Regions from separate parts of the Danio rerio genome. Here region 2 is linked to region 1. The links are chromatin contacts, called in public HiCAR-type maps. All regions are on one chromosome and are shown on one strand. Each heading gives the region's core, a stretch centred on a gene start, on an enhancer-like site or on the middle of the called end of the contact. The rest is flanking DNA. Distances are from core to core; before and after follow the strand shown. Region 1 overlaps erc1b (ELKS/RAB6-interacting/CAST family member 1b). Region 2 overlaps wnt5b (wingless-type MMTV integration site family, member 5b).

The links. HiCAR-type assays count read pairs that join an accessible place to other places.
Region 2: a contact with region 1 is called in a HiCAR-type map of caudal fin, with 13 times the contacts expected there. The contact joins two enhancer-like sites. A contact is called at or near these places in 7 of 18 Hi-C or Micro-C datasets (caudal fin, embryo, fibroblasts and 2 more) and 1 of 4 datasets of contacts at active chromatin or transcription factors (caudal fin).

What each region holds. Positions count from the first base shown.
Region 1 is chr4:8,756,780-8,763,466 of GRCz12tu, forward strand. erc1b (ELKS/RAB6-interacting/CAST family member 1b) reads left to right here. Exons shown (of 21, transcript XR_012401815.1): 7 at 1,128-1,295; 8 at 3,191-3,358. Among named protein-coding and RNA genes, the nearest start is that of erc1b, 59 kb to the left of the region's middle. Within about 2 kb of position 3,057, at least 4 of the 62 cell types and tissues checked have an H3K27ac peak or open chromatin away from gene starts, as enhancers often do.
Region 2 is chr4:9,050,269-9,056,955 of GRCz12tu, forward strand. The region is part of intron 1 of wnt5b (wingless-type MMTV integration site family, member 5b); the gene reads left to right. Among named protein-coding and RNA genes, the nearest start is that of wnt5b, 22 kb to the left of the region's middle. Within about 2 kb of position 2,958, at least 23 of the 62 cell types and tissues checked have an H3K27ac peak or open chromatin away from gene starts, as enhancers often do.

The sequences.
Region 1 (6,687 bases), core at 1,807-4,306:
ATGTCCAGGAGGCTTGAGTCTTTTTTTTTTTTTTCATTTTCTATCTGAATGAACCTCTTCTGCATCTGAGCACGCCTCTTTTCTTCACTCGGTTGACTGGCAGCCAGTAGAGATGCAGCTTTAGGCCGTGCTAACCTGCTACTGCTACCCCGGTGCATGCTGGGAATGCATCAAGACTGCTAGAATTGTTGCAAATGAACACTTGTTTGTCTGTTTTGAAGTGAATTAACTCTGTTTGTTGTCTAAAAATGTGTTTATGTAAAGAGTTTTGGAGTTTTATGTGAACTTTTTAACCTTTTTGATACTTTAGTTTTATGTTTTATTCTTGACAGGAATTGCTGCTGGGTTATTTGTATGTCTAAAGTGACTAATTCAACGGTTTTTGCCAGATTTAAATGACTTACATGAATTTGAATGATTTTTGCTTCTTATTGGGTTTTAGTCGAAATAAGATAATTTATTATCAATATTATTTATTATTAATATAATAATAAATTATTGTATATTATTTCTTTTATGTAATATAATAACAATAAAAATTACAACAACAATTATTGTTAATTATTATCATTATTATTAATTATTTTTAATATTATAATTATTATTATTAATAATAATAATATAATTATGATTATTTTTGTAGTGATAATAACAACAACAACAACAACAACAATAATAATAATAATAATAATATTAATAATAATAATAATGTATTATTATTATTATTATTATTATTATTATTATTATTATTATTAATGTTACAAATTATCTTGTCACATTGTTTATTTTTTAACATAATTATTAATTTTTACATTATAATTATTATATTTTAAATTAAAAGTATTTTTATAATATTTCAAATATAGTGTTTTAATTTATTTAATTTTTTAATTAAAAAACTATATATATATATATATATATATATATATATATATATATATATATATATATATATATATATATATATATATATATATATATATATATATATATATACTTGTTTATTTATTGAGATCCTTGCTAAAATGACAAATCAATTAATTTTGCCAGCCTAATTTGTGTATATATTTTACGATTTAAACATTAGAAGAGTTTGAGTTTTCAGATCCACTGTTTGTGTTGCACAGATTGACCAGGTGAAGCAGGATCTGTCCAGGAAGGACTCTGAACTTTTGGGCCTGCAGACTAAACTGGAGACCCTGACCAATCAGTTTTCTGACAGCAAACAGCACATCGATGTCCTCAAAGAGTCTCTCACTGCCAAAGAACAGCGTGCCGCCATCCTGCAGACTGAGGTGCGAGTTTTGTAATGGGAATAAATTGACATTCATTATTTTTCCCTACTATACCCTACTATTCCCTATTTTTTCCCTTTCATCAAAATAAAATTTCTCAGAAAATTATGCCATGCCAAGATTTATTTATTGTTTATCTACCCATTTTAAATGAAACTTCTAGGATGATCATAAGAAGTTACTTTCCCAGTTCTGACAATGGCCACTGTCATTGAAATCAGGAACAAGATATTTTAGTTTATTTGACTCTTTTTAAAACAAAATGCATACAGATTTGTCAAAGATCAAACTTTAAAACAAACTTTTAAAGTTTGTTTAAATATTTTTATTTTAAATGTATTGTTTTTATTTTGGTTCAAGGTACTGTTAAAATGTCAAGGTGAAATATTCTTTTTAATTTAAGTCATTGCAATAAATTGATCAAATCAGTTTCTCAAAATAGATTGACCTAAAATTATTATTACTTAAAATTATTATTACTTAAATGAATTTGAATGATTTTAGCAGTGTTGTTAGATTTTTATGTAGCCATAATATTACTGTAGATGACAAGTATATCAGAATAGTAATTTTAATTATTTATTTTAATACAATTATTACTTTTATATCTTTATATCTAATTATTAATCTATATTATTATTATTATTATTATTATTATTATTATTATTACTAATTCTGTTTTGTCTTTATATTAGTTATTATTATGATTATTATAATTACCATCTTTATATTTTAATAATAATAATAATTATTATTAATATTATTATCAATCTTTATATTATCAGTTTATTATTATTATTATTATTATTATTATTATTATTATTATTATTATTATTAGTAGTAGTAGTAGTATTAGTAGTATTATTAATAGTATTATAAGTAGTAGTAGTAGTATTTTTATTAACCTTTATGTTATGTATTAATTATTAATAATATTTATATTATTATTATTATTATTATTATTTTATTATTATTATAAATTATGTTAAGTTAGATATGAATATAACTATAAAAATGCTACTAAATGTTATTTTATCACTTATGATCCATGCAGTATTATTTTTAAAGCATAAATTATTGTGTTTATTTGTGTTTTGGGTTTTTAGTAGAAAGGGGCAGCAATTTTTTTTTTTATAAAATAAAAATTATATTTTTATCAAATAAAAGCTCTTTGATCTAGTAATTGGACACTAAAGCTTCAGAAAAAAATAAGTCAATTTCTTAACAAATATAAAAAGATTTCAAGTGTAAAACATATAAAAACAAATATAAAAAATGTAAATAAAAGAAGAAAGAAAATAAAAAGAATGATGTAAATTCACATAATTCATCATAAAAAGCTAACAATAATAAAAAAAAAAAAATATATATATATATATAATGTATATGTATGTATATATATATATATATATATATATAATGTGTGTATATATAATGTATGTTATACTATGGTATTATTGATTTATTTATTTTATTTATTTTTAAAAAACCACTATATTCTGCCTATATTGATAATCGTTGGATGTCTTTTTTTCCCTTTATAATTTTTTGTCGCTTAAAAAAAGCTGTTGTATTCAATGCAGTTTTCCCTGCTCACCTTTAGGTGTCACTATTGTATCGAGCACCTTCCTGCGCTGTTGTGAAATTGCAGAGGCTTATGAATGGCCTCTTTGTGTGCTTTTAATTCTGTAGTTAGTCTATCATCACACTTTTTATCATAATCCAGTGTTACCAGTGCCAGCATGTGATTCATGGAGTTTAGCTGACGGTTAATGTGGCCTGACTGGCAAAGTATTATTGCGTTCCTGTACAATGTCATGAATAATAGTGTTTTAACGCACGTTAGCTGTCACTTCATGCATCTGTACCAATGTCTTTTTCCCTGCGCATTTCAGGTCGATGCTCTGCGTTTGCGTCTGGAGGAGAAGGAGGCCACGCTGAATAAAAAGAGCAAGCAGATTCAAGAGGTGTCGGAGGAGAAAGGCACGCTCAACGGAGAAATTCACGACCTCAAAGACATGCTTGACGTCAAGGAACGCAAGGTCAATGTGCTGCAGAAAAAGGTAAACTCTTCATGCTCCAAAGGGCAACTAATAAATCATCCCAGCAGTTGAGAAACTGCAAAAAAATGTGCATTTTTGTCTTGTTTCCAGTAAAAATCCCAAATAAATTGTACATCAGAAAGGATTTTTTGGCAACACTTTAGTTTAGATCACAATTCACAGTATTAACAAAGTATTAGCTAACACTACTAGCTTAATAAACCACTTAATAAACACTACTAGCTTAATAAACCTGGGTTTAGGTTTTGGGAAGGATTAGAGATGCAGAATAAGCTAATACTTTATAACTAATAATGAACAGTTAATATAATAATAATAATATAATAATAATAAGTAATAAACAATAAGGTAGTATTAGTTAATACATTTACTAACATGGATAAACAATAAACACTACATTTATTACAGTATTTATTTGTTTTTGTCGATGTCAGTTAATGGAAATAAAGTTGTTCATGCTAACTCACAGTGCTTTAACTAATGTTAGCAAGCATTGATATTAAAAATGTAAACTATCATTATTAAATGCTCTATAAGATGTTTATTATTAGTTGATGTTAGTAAATACATTCACTAACATTAATTAATGAAACCTTATTGTAAAGTACAACAGTTTTTCTTTAAAATAAGCTGAATAATCTGCCGGTGTTCTCAGTAAAATCTTATTTAAGTTTTGAAATAAGATTATTTGGTAACACTTTAAGTCACCATTTGTGCTGTTCACAACCAATTACAGTAACTGAGGCAATTAGCTCAGTAAATATATTAATATAAATGAATGCTGGAGGATGGGTTTAGGTTTTGGGTAAGATTGAGGGTGTAGAATGAAATCATATTACTAAAAACTACCAAAAAACTGTTACAAGTGCAATAATAAGCAGGTAATAAGCCAGTCGAGAACAGCATGAATTGTGTCTTAAACTAAAGTGTTACTAATTTATTTTTCTTAACCTACTGGAAGATCATTTATAACTTATTTTAAAGGAAAGCTCACTTCATTTTGACTATTTCTGAAAACAAAAGAGTTTTGATTGACATTTTTTATATATTTGTAGTAGAAACTACACAAAACTCAAAGTAAATACTTTTTTTTTTGTACTGTATGCCATAGCGAATGCATTCATAAACGTCAACATGGTAAAAAAAAGGTTAATAAATTCCATAAGAGGTTTATATTGCAATATTAAGCAGGTTATAAGCCAGTAGTGAATATTTACATTTACATTTAGTCATTTAGCAGACGCTTTTATCCAAAGTGACTTACAAATGAGGACAGGGAAGCAATTTACACATCTATAAGAGCAACAATGAGTAAGTGCTGTAGGCAAGTTTCAGGTGTGTAAATTCAGTGAGGGAAGCAAAAGATTAGTGTTTTTTGTAGTTAGTGGAGGAGCCAGATAGGGAATTGCATATTGGTAAGGAAAGTGGAGACTAAATAGTTGAGTTTTCAGTCTCTTTTTGAAGACAGCGAGTGACTATGACATAAACTAAAGTGTTACCGATTATTTTACCAATTATTTTCAGCATACTGGCAGATCATTTTTAACTTAATTTTGGCTATTTCTGGAAACAATACAGCATCTTTTAATTGTTTAGAAAATGCTTCTTGGGCGAGACAGTGGCGCAGTAGGTAGTGCTGTTGCCTCACAGCAAGAAGGTCGCTGGTTCGAACCTCGGCTCAGTTGGCGTTTCTGTGTGGAGTTTGCATGTTCTCCCTGCCTTCGCGTGGGTTTCCTCCGGTTTCCCCCAGTCCAAAGACATGCGGTACAGGTGATTGGGTAAGCTAAATTGTCTGTAGTGTGTGAATGTGTGTGTGGATGTTTCCCAGAGATGGGTTGCGGCTGGAAGGGCATCCGCTGTGTAAAAACTAGCTGGATAAGTTGGCGGTTCATTCCGCTGTGGCGACCCCGGATTAATAAAGGGACTAAGCCGACAAGAAAATGAATGAAAATGCTTCTTGATTTAAGATAGTTTTTAGATATTTGGACTAGAAACAAGACTAAACTCCAAATAAGAAGAAATTATTATGTTTTTGCACTGCAACCAATGCAATAGCTTACATTCTTAAACATCGATTGAGTTGTCGGCGCCAGTGGTGTAGTGGTTAGTGCGTCGACATATGCACTCCGGTGCTCGCGGCGACCCGGGTTTGATTCCGCCTCGCGGTCCTATACCGATCCTTCCCCTCTCTCTGCTCCCCATGCTTTCCTGTCAAGTCTCTCTACTGTCCTGTCAAAATAAAGGTGAAAACCCCGGAAAAAAAAAAAAATAAAAAAAAAATAAAAAACATCGACTGAGTTTAAAAGATAATAATAATTAAAAATACTATAAAAGGTTAATATTGCAATAATAAGCAGGTAATAAGCCAGTATAAATAGCATAATTAGTGACTTAAACTAAAGTGTTAAATTAGCAGAAAATGTATAACTTCTTTTAAGGAAAAACTCACTTAATTTTTCCTTTTTTACTTGTCTAGAAAATGCTTCTTGATTTAAGAAATATTTTATTATATTTGGATTATAAACAAGACAAAACTCAAATTATGCAACGTTTTTTATTTATTATTATTATTTTTTTTGTTGCAGTGCAAACAATGCAATAGTGAATACATTCCTGAACATCAACGTAGGTTATTTCCTCTCCCTGAACGTAGATGGCACTGTTAGGCCACATTCGATGATCATCTCCATCGAAATGCACCAAACCTCACCAAAATATCCCTGTGTGTGAGTGTGTGTAAATGCATGATTTCTAAAAGTAGGGAAAAGTTGTGTTTGTGATGGCGACGGAGTCTCCTGTTCTCAGAAATGACACACACTCAGCCCGTTAACCTCAGGCTAACAGCGGGCGCCAAGCTTCATACACGTCTGTTCTGCATCTTTCATATCCATGCAACAGCTGTTTGCTCCTTACCTCCAATGCATGTCTGATGCACACAGTTTTCACCATCGCCGCCGACATCGCTTTTCATCGTCCAATATTTAGGGTGCAGCTTTGAACTTCAATTCACAATAAACACATTTTGGCAGAAAACCAGCACGTACGTCTAAACTATCAAAGATGGTGTTTTGCAGCTTGTGCTCTTGTGAGTTTGTTTCAGTGGTGACCCGATCAGTCCTCCCATGAGGCAATGCTTACATCCGACTATCAGTTTCAGTTCTTCAGCGCTGAGATCACAGGCTGTGCAAACAAGCGCTCCATCCGCGGCCTCATTAATCTTGACTCGGGGATAGTCTGAGTGCACAAAACCCACCGTGAGCTCACCTTTATTGGGAAAACAGGAAGTTGTGCATCTCTCTAATGGACATTCCAGGGATAATGTTGCAAAT
Region 2 (6,687 bases), core at 1,708-4,207, 290 kb after region 1:
GATAGATAGATAGATAGATAGATAAATAGATAGATAGACAGATAGATAGACCGATGGATAGATAGATAGATAGATAGATAGATAGATAGATAGATAGATAGATAGATAGATAGATAGATAGATAGACCGATAGACAGATAGACAGATAGATAGATAGATAGATAGATAGATAGATAGATAGATAGACAGATAGACAGATAGATAGATAGATAGATAGATAGATAGATAGATAGATAGATAGATAGATAGATAGATAGATAGATAGATAGATAGATAGATAGATAGATAGATAGATAGATAGGACGAACGGACAGATAGATGAATGGATATGATTTATATGACGTTTAAATAATTTTAAAGTGCTGGTTTCCATATTATATCATTGGAGAAAAAAGTTGTGGTTCTTCATATTTCGGAAGCTATTATATATTTTAATGAGAATTCTTTGATGAACAGACTTTCATTTATATGATTCATTTAAAAGAGAAAATCTTTGTTTATTATAGCAGTATAAATGTTCTAACTGTTATTTCTGATTAATTTAACGAATCCTCATTCCACTCAAAAGAAAACATTGAACTGACCACAAACCTTTAATTGTGAATACTGAAATCATTATTCCAATATTAATGCTAAATGATCATCTGAAAAGAAAAATGTCCATTATTCACAGTGAAGGCTGTCAAAGCATCTCGAAATGACCGAATGTAAGTGATGATGTGGAGTGGACAGCCAGAAGTCAAGCGTTTCATTAGCGATGGATTCAGACAGTGATGGGACAGGGAGAGAGCACCACAGACAGACATACGGACGGATGGCTATCATTTTTGAAGCGGCTGGTGTGGGCAGACAGCCGAGCGCACGGATAGATGGGTAGAGGATGATGTGAGGGGTGAAGCCTGTGGGAGCGCGGAGACTGTTAGTGCCCTGCAGGCTTTTCTGCCAGCGTGACGGCTTTCTGCTGCAGCTCCATGCCCTCAGGTCCTCTAGTTCAGTCTCTCTCTTTCTATTTCTCTCTCTCTCTCTCTCTCTCTCTCTCTCTCTCTCTCTTATTTTGTCTGAAATACTCGGTAACCCTTTAAAATAATGGTCCATTAGTTAATGTAATTTAATGTATCAACGGATAATAATAAAAATAATTCCTTACATTTATACAGCGCTTTTCTAGACACTCAAAGTGCTTTACACATTGGGGGGAATCCCCTCATCCACCACCATTGTGTAGCAGCCACCTGGATGACACGATTAGTGAAGAGGAGACGATGAAGCCAATTATGATATGGTGATGGACAGAGGATGTTAAAACCGGGGTTAAGCCCCTACTCTTTTTCAAGGACATCCTGGGACGACCTCGGTTTAACGCCTCACCAGAAAGACAGGATAGAATCCCCTTCATTATACTGGGGCTTTATGACCCATACAGACCACAGGTTGAGCGCCTCCTGAAAGTCTCACTACCATCACTTTCCGGCAGCAACCTAGCTTTCTGATGTGGTCTCCCATCCAAGTAATGATCATGTGAGGGTTGCAGAGAGCTAGCTAACATGAACAAATGAATAGTAATGCATTTGATATGTCTTCATTAATGTTAATGTCATGTTAGTTTGTTAACTCGCAGTGTTTTGGCAGGCCCGTAGCCAGCCTATTAAAAGGAGTGGTTCTTTTTTCTCAAAAAGTGGACCTATTTACAGTTATTCAAGGTTTAAATACTGCATTTTAGTGACATTTTAAGCACTAATTTGCGCTGAACTAGCTTGCTATCATTACCACACTTTTTAATGCGACAAAAATACTTCCTCCATTTTTGTCAAAGTGCTTATTATAATATATATATTTTTTGTTTACAAAGATGTATGTTTATTTACAGATGTGCCTTTATATATTATTTAATGAGATTAGAATTTTTTTAAATATGAAAATATGTATTTTTTAATTGCTAATTTATTATCATTCATGATAGAAAACAAACAAACAAACTAACACACAAACAAACAAACAAACAAAAAATGTAACTGTAGCCTATAGGCAAATAACAAACTGGCCAACTCATTGCTCAGGCAAAATTCATTCATTCATTCATTTTCTTTTCATCTTAGTCGCTTTATTAATCTGGGGTTGCCACAGCGGAATGAACCGCCAACTTATCCAGCACGCTTTTACACAGCGGATGCCCTTCCAGCCGCAACCCATCTCTGGGAAAACAGGCAGAATTTGTCCATTTAAATAATAAAAGACTTCTTTTAGTGGTTATTTTATTGGTTATTCGGTAAGACTTTACTTTGATGGTTGCATTGCAACTACATGCCAATTACTTCTCATTTGAGTATTAGTAGACTGTCTGCTTAATAATCTGCTGATTCTGCTCTTTCAACAGACATTTAACTGACTATAAGAAACTTTGCAAGTACATGTCAACTTACACTAACCCTAACCCCAACCTAACAGCCTTCTCATATTGAGAATTAGTTGGCATGTAGATGCAATGTAACTTAAGTTCAACAAAATCTGTTAAAGGGAGCATCAAAATAAAGTAATTTCAGTTATTCTTTTTAAAACCTTCTTCTACTGGTTATTTTCACAATTTAGGATGGGATACTGTCAAAAATGGGACAAATTACCTCATATAGGGCCCCCCCTACGGGCAACGGGCCTGATTAACTAATGTAACAAGCACAACTCTGGATTTTAATAATGCATTAGTAAATGCTGAACTATGATTAATGAATGCTTTACAATGGTATTCATTTGTGATGTTAGTAAATACATGAACTAATGGACTATTATTCTAAAAGATTACCAAATACTGTTTAATGAATGTTATTGTCTTTTTATTTAAATGAATAAATTTCATCCTTTTATTGAATGAGACCTCAAACTCAAAGTTTATCTCTCTCTTTCTCTTTGTGTGCGTGCATTAGAGTGAGAGAGAGCAAGAGAGAGAAAGGACAGTGCTGTGCTATGCATGCCAGTTATAGCCTGGTGTTTGTCAGATTCGTGTGAGAGGAAAGTTGGCAAAGTTTGCGCCTGTGTGTGCCATTGTTTATGTGACATGGCAGTTTGTGTCTCCATATATGAGTGTGTTTGTGTGGAAACTGCAACTTTTCACTTTTCAAGAAGTGAATGATGGCGGAGAGGAAGATGGACACAAGTCATATGTGGTGGGAAATATCGCCCCTCTATGGGAGCTTTGTGCCACTGCACCCCTCACTGCCTGTAGGAAAATACACACAGAGGGTTGATTTCTAAAAAGCTGGAATGCATGAGAAGCGAACGTGTAACACAACTCTCTCTTTGCCGGAGCCAAGATGTCAGACAAAAGATGAAATTATTAGCGAGATGAAAAGCAGTATTGATCGGAGGGCTTTTTCCTCTTTGTCACCGCGTCCCATAGATCTTTGCTCAGATCAGGCTGTGTATCATTGTTTACTTGAAGGATGGAAGGACGATGGAAATGAGTAGAGGAAGTGTAAGCTCTTTTATTGATCCCCGGCGTGAAGGGCTTTAACACCCAGAGAGGCGTCTGCTGCCGAATGACTCATGACTAGAGAGCAAATCCTTCAGATTTATCATTTCTGCGCATATTTACCTCATTACCACATTATGTTGTGTTGGATGGTGCATGTAAACAAGTAGACTGCATCCTGAACAGATTTCACTTCAGCTGTCGGTGTTGTTTGGCGTTTATGAGACTTTTAGATGTTGGATTTAGAGATTAGAGTTCACTGGAAAAAGTACTCACCCTTGTAATGCATTCAGGTCTGTTTTTACTCAGAAAACATGGATAAACGTTTTAAAAAGCATTTTTTTTGTGTGTGTTATAGAAGCAAATATGTGTTTATTTTCACCCAAAAATGTAATTTATTTAACTGTTTGAAGTTTATTAGAGTAAGTTTGGGCTTATATAGCGTAGAAGAAACTAATATTTTATAGAGAATCAGTGATATCACGGTGAAAGACAGTAGATAAAAATATAATGCATGGTAAAAAGATACATATTAAGGTAAAGGTACATATTAATTAGATAAAGGTAAATAAAGGCACATGATAATTTAATATGAACACATGAAGCTGCTGATTAGATGCAATATGGTTTAGTTGAAGAGTATTATTGTAAGAGAGTGGTTCTTCAAGTCCAAACATACATTTAATGTAAAATTACTATATAATTTGTACTTTTTCCTTCTTATCTGCATCTGTATGTTGCTTTGTTAAGTCCGTCTTGCTGATTTATGACTGATTTTGGTCACTTGTCAGCTTGTGGGAAAACAGCTACATCCACATTCAGTGTGCCTCATGGAGACTGGCCACATCAGCTAAAACCATCTAACATCACCAAATCTCTATTTTTCAGCAAGCCAAGTTGTACTCCTTGCATTTCATCTGATTGTTTTCATTCTCTCTCCTCGAAATATGCCAAATCCTTCATTCTCCTTGAAATTATCACCATTATCTCCTGCGCTCTCTCTCTCTATCTATCGTCCTATTCAGCATGGGAAAGATAGAGATGCTGCTGTCAATCATGCTCCCGCAAGGAGTGTTTCATGCACACCAGACTTCAGGGTGATAACTCACTGTCAAGGGAATTGATTTCGGGATCTGTCAGGACGGAGGGCCTTGAATTGTTTCTGATTGCCGTTACTGTCAGGACAGATACCTTGAGCAAGATTAATTCCTTTGTCATTCGTCTTTTTTGCTTCTCAGAGTTTATAAAATGATCTCATGCTGGCAGATGTTCTGGTGTGAGGAGGACAATGGTTTGGCGTGAGAGTTGTTCCTGCAGCTGAGGACAGAGGGCGCTCTCTGCTTTACTTACTGAAAACATGGGGGAGATTTAAGGGGAAGACGGATACACTGAGGAAAAGATCTGCCTGCAGAGGAAACCCAGAGAAAGCAGGCACACAAGGAATGCAACCAGAGTTATCTTCAAATCTGTCCTGATTTAGTGCAGAAAGAGGGAAACAGGGAGAGAGAAAACAAGAGGGACACCACACTTGAATCTTGTGGTGGATTTAACATTTGGATATTATTCTCATACACTGTAAAACCCAACAGTCAGCGTGATCAAATGAAATAAGTGTAGTTAACTTAAAATTGTCTGATAGTTAATGAAAAGAGTTTTGAACTCTTTTTTGAACTCTGAGTTAATTAAATCATTACTTCAACTTAAATGATGTAAGTTTACAGTACTCATAAAGATTAGTTTTTTTTTTTTTTTTTACTCAAATGGCTTGTAGAAATCGGTTTCCTCAAACTGTTTGATTTACCTTAACTTATTGGGTTTTACAATACTCAGTTGGTTTGAGTTCTCTTAATTTATTGGATTTTACTGTGCTCAAATTGCTTTGTTTATAAGAAAAATAGATTAAGTTCACAGTACTCATTAGGATTAGTTTTTAAACTTAAAAGGTTTGTTGAAATTGGTTTCCTTAAATGGTTTGAGTTACCTTAGCTTATTAGATTTAACATTGTATTTGAGTCCATGTGGATTAAAAAAAAGTCATAACTAAATGTTTTTATCAACTTAAAACCATTTAATGTCTGATCAGCAACTTTTCAATACTGAAACAATATCACCTTTGTTACCATGCTGCATTGTTACCATGCTTTTTTTTTCCATTTTATTCATTTTAAACCCATTTTATTTATTTATTTATTTATTTGTTTGTTTGTTTGTTTGTTGTCTGATTTAACAACACCACCAAAATGCCAAAACTGTTGCAAAGAATTTATATATATAAATCATTTAATGAATATTTGCTTAAAATATAATGGGTTGAGAAGTAAAAGTTTATTTAAATTGAATTGTTTGATTTAACCCAATGGGTTTGTTGATTTTTTTTTTTTTGACTCAGCGTTGGGTTTAAACAACCCTGCAGATTTTTGATTGCAGTATGTAATATATAAGAATTGTCAATATCCTGCTGGAATTAAGTTTAAAAGTCCTTTTCATTTTAATTATTGAAAAAAAATTATTAATAAAATTATATATTATATAAAATTAAATATAAAATTATTTAAAAAAAACTGTCAGGATTTATTAAATAAAATAAACATTCGTTTCAAAAAGTAACAGATTAATTTTCTTACATAAGTTTAGCATAAATATTGTTCCCAAAAATATATGTGAAACGGGGGGATACTAAAGATGTTGTTAAGGCTCGGCGTGAAGAAGAAACAAAGTGTGGATCCAAACGCAGCACATAACGAAGATTTAATGAAATGAAGATTAACAAAACTAAGACAAAGCAAAACAAGGTCATGAAACACACCGACATCATAGAAGCAACAAATTAATAATCCACAACAAGAGGGAAACACAGACTAATATATATATATATATATAGAGTCTTGCTAATAATTAGAATATCCACCACATCTCTGTCTGTGTATGTTTGTGTGTGTATTTAAGTTGTTATATCTTTAAAAAAGATAAATATTTATCAGATCTGTAACAAAATTGGTCTTTTTACATATTATTTTAGGGGCAAAAGAAACCAGAAGGTATTATAAGGGGTTATACATCAATGACATACAAATCAGAAATCTGTTAATCAGCAATGCAAGCATGTTAATTTTTTTCAATATTGATCTCAAAATGGCCAAATACCAGCTAATATACTGGCCTATCACTCTCCTTAATGTTGTTTCCTTTCTTGCTCATAGTGTACTAGAGAGGCAGCGGTCTCT